Linked DNA regions of Rattus norvegicus: region 2 is linked to region 1. A link is a contact called in public Hi-C data. All regions are on one chromosome and are shown on one strand. Each heading gives the region's core, a stretch centred on a gene start, on an enhancer-like site or on the middle of the called end of the contact. The rest is flanking DNA. Distances are from core to core; before and after follow the strand shown.

What was found. A called contact is a pair of places that touch in the nucleus more often than the background predicts.
Region 2: a Hi-C map of the A7r5 cell line shows a contact between it and region 1, with 4 times the contacts expected there. The contact joins the promoter of LOC103690545 here to the promoter of Klf7 in region 1. A contact is called at or near these places in 6 of 12 Hi-C or Micro-C datasets (the A7r5 cell line, the Rat2 cell line, Schwann cells and 3 more) and 1 of 1 datasets of contacts at active chromatin or transcription factors (oligodendrocytes).

Annotation. Positions count from the first base shown.
Region 1 is chr9:73,017,755-73,023,112 of GRCr8, forward strand. It overlaps Klf7 (KLF transcription factor 7), which reads right to left and starts at 2,302. Exons shown (of 4, transcript NM_001399681.1): 1 at 1,836-2,302. The coding sequence starts at 1,937. LOC103690543 (a long non-coding RNA gene) reads left to right here and starts at 2,408. Exons shown (of 2, transcript XR_010054801.1): 1 at 2,408-2,574.
Region 2 is chr9:73,317,442-73,323,091 of GRCr8, forward strand. LOC103690545 (small integral membrane protein 7-like) reads right to left here and starts at 3,200. Exons shown (of 1, transcript XM_039084969.2): 1 at 2,565-3,200. The coding sequence starts at 3,192. The coding sequence ends at 2,965.

The sequences.
Region 1 (5,358 bases), core at 1,052-3,551:
TCTTCCCTCCAACACTGCTTAACAGTTAGTCACAAACAAGGGCTGCCTCGGGCAGGCTGACTAAATCAACAGATTCCCTTCCCTAACCAGTCTAGACTGTAGTTAATATGCAACTGATTCCACACCAGTGGGCTGACAGGGTGAGAAGGCTGCTTTAGAAAATGAGATTCTGGCAACATTTTGGCTTACTTCATATCAAAATAAAAAGGAAGAAAGGATGTGGGGAGATCCCACATGAGACATGCTCTTGTTAAGGACGATAGGGAAGGATGTATTAAAGAATCGATGTGAGTACTCTGTCTGTGTGTTTAGTAAGGGACAGCATCTCCCAGCCTTCCAACTGGAATCCATGCCCTACACAGACACACAGACGACACACAGACACAGGCAGCCGATACCTGGAGGAAAACTCCGCAGCCTCCAGCCAGGCAACAACTAGTAACAACGGCACAGTGTGAAGAGTGAGCGTTTTACCACTGGCTTCCTATACCATGAGCTCAACACCGCTTCCTAAAGCAGCAACTGTTACATCCCAGCCTCAAGCTGGCAAATCCTGCTTTGGATCCTGGCAGAGGAAACTCAGCCGTTCATTAGCCTTAACAAGCTGCTGTCACGGAGCAGAGAAGTTACAAGAGCAGCCACACACCAAGGATCGCAGGGCCCTCCCCAAGGGCAAGGGTTTTTGGGTTTTTTTTTTCCTCCTCCAGGATGGACTGTACAAATTCACACTCCGAACCGTGCAAATCCAGACTGTCTTTCTGGACTTTCCACGGTGCACACTGTAGAGTTTTTAAACACCCATGGTGTCCCCTATCCCCAACCGCCCCGCCCCCATCCACCACCATCTTTCCTGCAGAATGTCCCCTCAGCACCTCCTAATCGCTGCTGGAAAAACCACTGTTTCCGCAGCAGACCCAGCACTTTCCACTGACCAGCACTTTCTTTATTCCACTTCACAAAGCCCAGTGAACTTGTCCCCCAGTCAGGCTTCAACGTCCCTGAGATGCCAAGCGAACTTGGCACCGGTACCCTTTAGCATCCTAGGAGTTTTCTAAACTAGTCCTCTAAGACAAAGTAGGGAAGCACAGAAGCACACACCACCCTTTGTCCAAGGTGGTGCTAACCTGAGAGACACCCCAAACAAATAAACAAGACACAAGGACACAGTAGAGGCTGCTCCTTCTGGAGGCATTAGCTGGGGAAATGTACAATGCATTGTCAGCCTAAGAGAGATACATCTCGTCTTCCTTGTACATATCCTTAAGCGTCTTTTGTCACCTGGCTTCTCTTCCTACAGCTCACCTTGTATAATCTAAAAATCAAGCTCCTGTTCTGAATTGACACTCGCTAAATCACTGGGAAAAAACACTCCATGCCACCCTCACCCAACCCCCCTTGACGGTCCTCAGGACCAGTTGAAATAGATAAAGCTGATTTAAGTACTAAGACCAGAACTCCTGCATCTAGGAACGTGGTATCCTGTCAACCATTGCTCGACCACCTTCCCACCCGGCTCCTCCAAACCCCAGAAGTTCGCCAGCAATTCTCTTGCCGGGGGACAGCGAGCCGACAACGTGTGCGCAAGGATGTGTGTTGGTGACAGAAACGCAGGCAGCTAGGACCAGCTCAGCTCAGCACACTAAGGGGTTAGGGGTGGGTGGAGAGGTAAGCGCATATGATTGTTTCACAAAACATTTTAAACAACACACAGCCAAAAAATAAATAAATAAGAAAAAAAGAATTAAAATGTTTTTCAACTCAAAGCCCACACCAAATGCAGCCCCTGCGTCTCCGCCGCCGCCACACGATTTACACAAGTAATTTAAATCATTCACCTGCTGCCAGGTCTCCTCCAGGGATGGCAAAGCTGAGAAGTAGCCGGTGTCGTGGACAAGTTGTAGCTCCTGGAATATACTATAACTAGCCAACACGTCCATGCTGCTGCTGCCGGGCAAAACCGGAGGAGAAACCCTCCCCCGAGCTCAGCTGGGTCTGTTTGTTTGTCAGTCTGTCTGGCTCACCCCCCAAGAAGGCAGACATCCAGTGGCCCTTTTGTTTTGTTTTGTTTCAGTCAACTAAAAAAAGGAGAGAAAAAAAAATCAATGCAGGAGAGAGGGAGAGAGGAGGTGAGAGAGGAGCGAGTGAGTCGGGTGGATGGAGAGAGGGATCCAGCGTGTACAGTGCAGATGACTGCCAGGAAAAGGGGACTTCACGGGAGTAACAATTCCCTTCCAGGGCTCTAATCACTCCAGCTCGTGGATCAGGAAGGGGGACGCAAACTCACTGACACGAAGCTGCCATCTATATCTGCAGCGCTGTTCGCTCCTAATGCAATCTTTGCTCTTTATTTTGGGAGGTTGCATTTTTTTTCTCGCGATCGCTTCTCGCCCCCCCACCCCTTCCCTTCCCTCCCCACCCCCAACCCCATCCTCGCTAGTTTGTAGTCCCCCCCCTCCCCCTTGTCTCCTCCTCCTGCTCTTCCCCCTCCCCAAACTCCCTCCCTCCGCCCTGCTTTGCGCGCAGCCGTGGGATCTCGGAGGAGGACGTCCATGAGGCCGCGTGTGACCATGTAAGGTAAACAGGGGGCTCATGAAGTCACTGAGGACCAATGCGGCACTCGGAGCGGACCCTGGGGCGGGGCCAGGCCCCGACGGCAGCCGCCGATTGGCGCGCTGCGGATCTCCCTGCTGCCTTACAAGGCGGTACAAGGCAAGCTATTTTTAGAGGGCTATATAAGGGGGTAGAGGAGTCCGCCAGCCGGCCGGGGAGCTCGAGCGCTAGGGAGGGTTGCTGCGACACTTGCGCTGGCTCCCGGGACTCCTAGGCGGCTGGGCTCGGGTTGCGCGCTGGCCTCCGACCCTAGCTGCAGGGCTCGTCCGAGCCGACGGCGCCCGGACCCCGTGCATATCCGAGGGAACGGGTTGCCGCGGTGGCCGATCGGGAGGTGCGGTCCCCAGTCCTGGGTTAGGATGCCTCCTGCGGGAGTAGCCGGTAGAGCGGCGGTGCAGCCGTCGGGGGCAAGTAGCTCTTTGTACTCGGCATTCCTGCCAAGCATGGGGAAGAAGGGTAGCAAGGGAGAGGCCAGGCTCAGAACAGCGTCACGTACCCCAAACTAAAGCCCAAAAGCCAGTTCCGAATTCCCCACAGGGTGCAGAAATGAAGTGCCAGAGGAGGAAGTGCCTCACAATGGCAGAGAACAAAGGCGAGCTGCGCGGAGACTTGTTTGTGCCCGCCCCCGACGTTGCACGCTGGCCCCGCCCCGGCCCGCGCGCCTCCGTGCGCGTCGCCGTTCGCCTATCGCCCTCCTGTTCCCCTGAACGGAGCCTAAAACCTGGCCAGGAGTCTGATGTCTAGCATATTAGAATGTGCATGAAGAAGAATAGGAGGAGAGTAGGTAGAATTAGGGTGCAGGTTGGAGCATGCAGCCAGCTAGCAGATCCTTACAAGAGGTTTATCCAGTAGCTTCCTGGAGGAGTGTGCATAGCAGGGGTAGAGCAAGGCTCTAAAGATATCGAGATTCTGCAAGCTCAGAGATGGAAGCCTGTGCAATGCACGTGGTTAAGAGTTGCCCAATTGTTTGCTTGACCTTAAATGGCTAGTATGGCTTCTCCAAAATACACCGAAAGCTGGACTACTTTAGGAATAACTACAGAATTCAGTACTTAGAGACAAGAAACATCCTTGTACATTCAATTTCATCGTCTCCATATCATTCCCTTCTGTTGATAACAATATTAAATTAGTTTAAAAAAAAAAAAAAAAACAAAAGATCACCCATCCCCCAGAGGAAATTAAATAAATTACTAAGATTTGAGAAAAACTGGTTTATTTGCCCTTTAGTGCCTGAGATTCTCGTTAGTCAAAGAACAAAACTCACTGTATTAATTCATTGAGGTCTTGCTTACAATATGCGGCCACCGATTAGCTCCATGACTTGAGCAAGTGGCAGTGACGGCCTCTGCTTCCCAGGAACAATCACAAGAACAAGAATGCAAATCTCTGCCATTCTTGTTAGAAGAAGCAAAATGCTGTTTGCAATTCTTCTAGCATAGTATGTCACTGTTAGAGGCACTAAATGTTAGCTGTCACTGTCCTCAGACTTTAAGCAAGGAAATTAAATAGTACCTGAACTAATAGTCTCCACAGGGAACAGGCCAGGGTTTAGAAGAAGAAAGTGAGGTAGCAAAACCTTGCAATTATTGGTTAGATCTCACCCTGTCCACTCTTCCCCCAAAGCTATCTGATTGTAAGTCTTGGGCAGAAATCTATTGAGAGATCCTAATGCAGATGTGTACATGCGTAATAAGAAAACGAAAAGAAAAAAGCAACCTTGGATACAGCAAGATCACATAATTTGCTGTTTAAGACTCAAGGCAATTAAATTATTGTATTTTATATTTATACTATTACTATTTCTATTTGGTTGTTTTGGATTTTGTTTTTGTTGTTTTCTTCAAGGCAATGTTTCTCTATTTAGCCCTGACCAGTCCTGTAACTCATCTTTGTAGACCGGGCTGGCCTCAAACTCCTGCCTCTACCTCCTGAGTGCAGGGATTAAAGGTGTGCTCCACCACACCTGGCTTATTGCAAGCTTTGATCAATATATATCTTAACTTTGGAGTTTGGAAATTTGGGAAATGTTGATCACACTCTTCGTACATCGACATTCTATGTGCCCAGTCTCCTTCCACCCTCAGCATGCCACCCACATAGGGTTTTCAACTTAGAAGATGAAGGTCTCCAGGCTTAGTATATAAATTAACGATGGTCAGACAAGCAGAAAGTGACCAGGCAGTGTGCTTCAAGTCCTGGAGAGTCTGACTTATAAGGCTTCTGCATGAGCTCTGCATGGCAAAACATTGAGGTTTTGGTTTTAAGTTCATATGTGTTTATTGACATTGCTCTGGTGGGTTGGAAGACTGCCGTCGAAGCTTTCCCTGTGGAACTTTCAGGCACCCAGCCTACAAAATGAACAAACAAAACGACGTTTTACAAAGTAAATCCTACAAATTAGACTTGGAGGTCTTTTTCAAAATGTTATAGGACATTTAAGAACTCATTCTAAGGGGTGTAGGCAACAAAGTGCTCTAAAATGCATGGTTTCAACATTCGTCATATTTAGATATTGTAATTTTTTATTTGTTTTTAATTTACTACCTTCCCTTTCCTCCCTCCAACTCCTCTCATGTCCCCTCCTGTTCCCTCTCAAATTCATGGTCTCTTTCTCTTGAGGGGTGTGTGTGTGGTGTATGCTTAAATATGTAAATATAACCTGTTCAGTCCATTTAGTGTTTCTTGTATGCTTATCATTTTAGGGCTGACCTATTGGTATTGGCTAGCCAATAGGGAGCTCAGCCC
Region 2 (5,650 bases), core at 1,950-4,449, 300 kb after region 1:
GTTACACCGGAACAACAGGATTCAGGGTGATTCTTCTATTTGACCCTATATACTTTCTTCAAACCTTCCCTATGGTGAACCCATCTTAGCTGCATAGCAAAAATGCTAACAGAAAATGATTTTGAAAAAGACAGACACTGGTAGAACAGAAAGTGAACCTTTTACATGCTGACCTTCACAGGTTGAATAATTGCTAGCTGCTACAGCAGTCAATTCTAAATTTCTGTTTTTATACTTAGAATCATATATGTTTGATTTGGAGTTCAGGAGAGGCCATGAGAGCATCTTGGAAGAGGTGTACACTCTGTGCCTGGAAACAAGGGTAATTCTGGGCAGAAAAAGGAATCTGCATGAACAGGCTGTTAAAATCCCACCCCTCCCCAATCTATTCTGTTCATTTCTCCTTTTCTTCCTTATCTCTTTCTTTCTTTCTTCTTCCTGTGGTGGTGATTTTGTGTTACTTTTGTTGGTTGGTTGGTTTGGTTTTGGTTGTTGTTGCTGTCGTTGCTGTTGTTATTGTTTGAAGGGTGGTGTTGCTTCTGCGGGGAGGAGGAAAAGCCTTGCATATGCTAGGAAACAATCTACTCCATCTACCACTGAGTCATAGCCCCAGAATCAATCTATCTATCTATCTATCCATCCATCCATCCATCCATCCACCCACCCACCCACCCACCCACCCATCCATCTATTGTTCCTGAGGCACTGCGGTCTATAACTCGTTATGGCCCAGGCTGCCCTCAAGCACCTTTCAGTCCTTCTCTCTCTCCCCCCAGAAGCTGGGATTATAATCATGTTCCCCTATATCTATCTTACCTTAGATAGCTTCCTGTGGTGCTGGGTTACACCAAGGCCTCATACATGATAATCAAGTGCAGCTAAGCCAGATTCCCACAGGCCTACACTGTTCTTTTCCTGTTAAATTAAAATATTTTAAATAAAAATTCTAATTTGGGGTCTCTCATTAAAATTTTAAGATTTAGGATTAGACTCATTTTTATGCTGGAACTGAATGATGGGCACTGAGGTGAAAGTTTCCCTCCATGGTTTGTCACAATCCCCACCCCCCCTAACACCACTCTGTTCACCTCCACTAGGTCCACCAGCTGTGTTTTCTCTACTGCTCCTCAGCTGTCATCAAAACTAGAGGGAAAAATGTTCAGTCCTTCCCCTTTCTTGGGATGGGGAGAATCTTATTTTTCTCACAAAAACTCTTGGATCACATATAACCTGTATTATGTAGTCTACACTTTATTCTTGTTAATCTTGTTATAGGAACCTTGGCCACAAACTTAAGTGACATATGTAGAAAAAGATGTCTTTCCTCCAGTATGGTTTGAAATACAAAAATTAAATATATATTATATACATAATATGTGTATTTTAGTATATATTTATGTGCATATCATATATCATCTTATATATTACACATTACACATTACATGTTATATATATATACACACACACACTGTATACACACACATGCGCGCGCACGCACACACACACACACACACACACACACACACACACACACACATTACGCCAGTCACCAGGGATCTGTTCTGTGTCCTCTTTTCCTAGTGTTCATTTAATCAAAGTTTCCTTAGATCCAAGCATGATGAGAAAAAACTCCAATTCCCCCAACCCCCCTTGTCTTGCAAACCCACTGTGTGGAAACTGTGCCCACGGTGTCTCATTGGTGATGTGGGATGTCTCAGCCCTGACAACTCTAGTCATCCAGCTCTTTGTAGAGAAGCTGCCACTGTCCTCCTCAACTGAAGACTACTGTGGACATTGGTTCTCAGGTGGTGACACTACTGCTCCCAGGGACGTTAACCATCTCTATACATGACTGTTTTCCCCTGTCACTGTAAGAGAGGTACCTACCAGGTGCTTGGAATGTCTCTGAGCATCCTAGATGGGCCCTTGGCAGAGGGAACCAGTGAGTGCTACTAAAATAAGCAATGCATCTCTCCTTGATGTTACATAGAGGAAAATCCACGCAGGACAGTGCGCCATTATGAAAATATCTCTTACGCTCTAAGAGAGACTAGAACTTTGCTGGACCTCATAGCGAGAATGGTTAATATTTCCTGAGGCCACTTAAGACCGCCATCCTACTGTGTACTCATCCTGTGTTGTTTAACCTGCCTTTAAGATGAGAATATAGCAATCAACCTGACCTGCCCTGGGTTTGCCATGTAATTAACTTTTCCAAGTTAAACTAATGCATAACTGCATCTGAAATCGTGTGCTCTGCCGTGCCCCTGACCCGGCAAATAATGCACATCCGTCTGTATGTTATGGTAATAAATGCTAGGAACAGCAAAAGGGCTGAAAGTGGTCTTATAAAAATGATTAGTCACCATAAATGCTGGATGCTGTAACATATGGATGTGGCTTGGTGGCACTGGTTTGTTTGTTATCCGGGTCAGTGCAGGGTCAGTTAGAGTTCAAGATTTCTGTAAAGTATCCCGCATTCCTTCCCCCATGTGATGCCCGGAAGCAAAGCCCATTGTGAGGGACTCACAGACACAAATAAGGACAGACAGACTCAAAAGGCAGTGTTTAGGAGTCGAATTCAGACTCATACGGTAATCGGGAAGAAACAAATCAAATCAAAACAATCAGGAGCAAGTCAACCAAGAAATAGCCCGTGTCAGGTTTCTGGAGAAGCTGGGCAAAGACGGAATGGCCACATGGAGAAGATCTAGGTGTGTCTTTGTCCTAACAAAGCCCAACTGTGTCACTGTGTCTTACAGGACTTCCCGAAACTGCAAAGTACAGGCGGAACTAGGGCGAAGGAGGGGTTGGGTGGCTGGGTGATGGACGTTCTCTACCTAAATGAGCTCAAGCCTTCAGGGCAGCTCCTTGGTCTTCCGGTGAGAAGCATTCTTGAAGTCAACAGAAACAGAAACGAAGCCGTGGATGTCCCGCAGGCAAGCTCTGGGTTCCATGCGGGGCTCAAGAGCTGAACAGTTCGATCGTGCAGAGAATCATGAATCCATTCCACAGCGCGATGAAGACCCGGAAGTTCCTTAGGCTCACTAAGAATTCCCGGCTGTTGTTTCCTGTGCTGGGTTCCCTCAATTCCTCCCCAAAGTCTTGCTTGTCCTTCTTTTTCAGTTTAAAGTTGAGCACAGCCCGGGCGTTCATCAGCGACCTCCCGAACAGCAGTATGTCTCCCATCATCCTTACAGCCTTACATCCTTTGGAAGACAGGGGTCAGAGAAATAGAGAATTCAAGTCCAGGCTCACTCTTGATTAAACTGTGCCAAAGGGAAGTGTTTCTTAATCCCTTTCCTTAATGTGACACCAACACATTACTGGTAACTGAGTTTACCATTAAAGTGTTCAAATCAGTACATGTGAGGAGCATGTGAGACTGAGGAACTTTAAACGAACACCCAGGATAGCCTGAGTTCATGAGTATCATGAAGACCCCTCAATGGGGATGTCAATTTGGACATCTCAGGTGCCAAAAGCCAATGGAATCTCCTCATGCTGTTGTCTGGTCTGCCTGCAGTGGTGAGTGGTAGGGTCCCAAGGAAACGGAAAATGTGGATGTCTCAAGTCTGCTAAGCCAGTAGGTGGAGCAGTAGCAGTGACCTCATCTCCTTGTTCTTTTCATCAAGTCCAGTGCCATTCTCCTCCAGCCTCCATCACAAGAAACTGGCCTGGCTTTCCAAGGAGCCATGTCTCACTTAAGCTCCCAAACTGCCCTCATCGTGGGGGAATTCTGCCTCTTGGCGCCTGGCTGAGGGCGGCTCAGCGGCTGGTCCTTTATGAGCCAACCCACAGCGGGAAGAGACGGTAGGTTTAATCCATATGGCGATTTGGCACTTTACAAAAATGTCAGAGTCCTCATAGCAGCTACTGCTATCCAAGGAGGTCGGTTCCTCTTAAAACCTTCTCATCTGAACTCTGTGAAAGGCGGAGACCTATCAGGGAAGAGTGAAGAGCTGGTTTGTTCCCATTTACAGATCTCTGTCCTCAGGAAGAGGAGGGGATGAGACAGTTTGCTGGGATAAAATGAAACGACGTCTGCAGCACACCACTCCCCAGGGATTCAGAGCAGAAAACATTCTCGAGAGATGTGGACACTCAACTTCCCAGTCTTGTTAAAGTAGAACAGAAGCAGGAATTTAATTGAGACCCAAAAGCTGACCCTCGCCTCCTTACACCCCTCCGTTCAGTCAAAGGCAGGCTGTTACGGACACTCTTAGGTTTGTTTATGAGTGTGGATATCTCCTTTCTGTTTGCAGCTTTCTTTTCATTTTTTTTACATATTGTGTGTGTGTGTGTGTGTGTGTGTGTGTGTGTGTGTGTGTGTACACATATGTACATGTGCCACAGCACATGTGAAGGTCTAAGATCACTTGCAGGAGTCGGTTTTCTCCCTCCATCAAGTGGGTTCTTAGTAACCTGATGTCCTTACCCACTGAGCAATCCCACCATCCAGGAAGACTTTGAAAAGTCCTATTGCCACTCCAGATAGAAAAAAGGCGTTGAACAAGACGGTAAGTGGACAAAGAGAGACACAAGGTGCCTTTGCCTTTACCACCTCTGAACCGAATTCTTGACATTCATTATTAATGTGTTATGTTCATAATAGATGTTAGAATCAAAATCATTTGCCTGATTATTCACTTTTTGACCCATGGGTCAGAAAACAGCCTATTTATAATTCTGCTTGAGGAAAACATTTAAGAAACGGACACAAAGGTAGCCCACCACTCCATTAATTCACAAGCTGAGCTGGGCCTCTGAACCCTGGACCTCACTTTGGATTTCGTGCACGAGAGAGAGAGGGAGCTGGGCATGTGAAAAGGCCTGAGCAGATCACCAGGCAGGCACTAACTCTCATGCGGTTCAGATACCAAGGCGGGGGACGAATAATGAGAGCTTAATAAAATCCATTTCAAATCACTACAGGGCAGAGTCAAGAGTCCCAAGGAGAGTCCACAGGGAGACATAGTGACAGCTGAAATTACCATCATTCTGATAGGCACCCAGCTAAGAAGCCCTTCCCAGTGCTTAACGGTATTCAGCTATAGGGCTTTCTCCCAGCCACCAAAGACATCTGGGCTGTGATGGTCCCCTGTGGGATCATCTCTGGAGCAGAGAAAGAGGTCAAGGCAGACACAGGCAAAAGACGTTTTTAAAGAAGGGTGGCAGAGAGAGAAGACAGTGAAAATGGATGCATTCTTGAAAGCATGCGTGTAGAAAGCTAGCCTGCACTTCTCAACTACTGGAAAGTATTCTGTTACAGTAGGTAACGTCTACAGTATTTCCTGTGTGTTAAACTCGTCCTACACACTTTTCAGTCACTCAAATGATCATCGCATCAGCCCCTGTATGTAGCATTCTACCAACCTTACTAGTCAGGCAGAACATGTACCCTTGCTACACAGTTGGCGAAGGACAAAGCTGTAAGCTGTAAGTGGGGAGTCTGACAGGAACCTATGCACACCCCACTGACCTGTGGACCTCTCTCAGCCAGGGAGTGGCTACGCTAGACTTCCATAACTGTGGCAGAATCTTTGTGCAACCGGGTTTCAGGGTTAACCTGGAAGCTGTCTGTGTGCGCTGGTGAAGGAGAGAGTTGAAACATGGGGAAAAATGCTCCAAAGAGAGGAGCTCTGGAAAA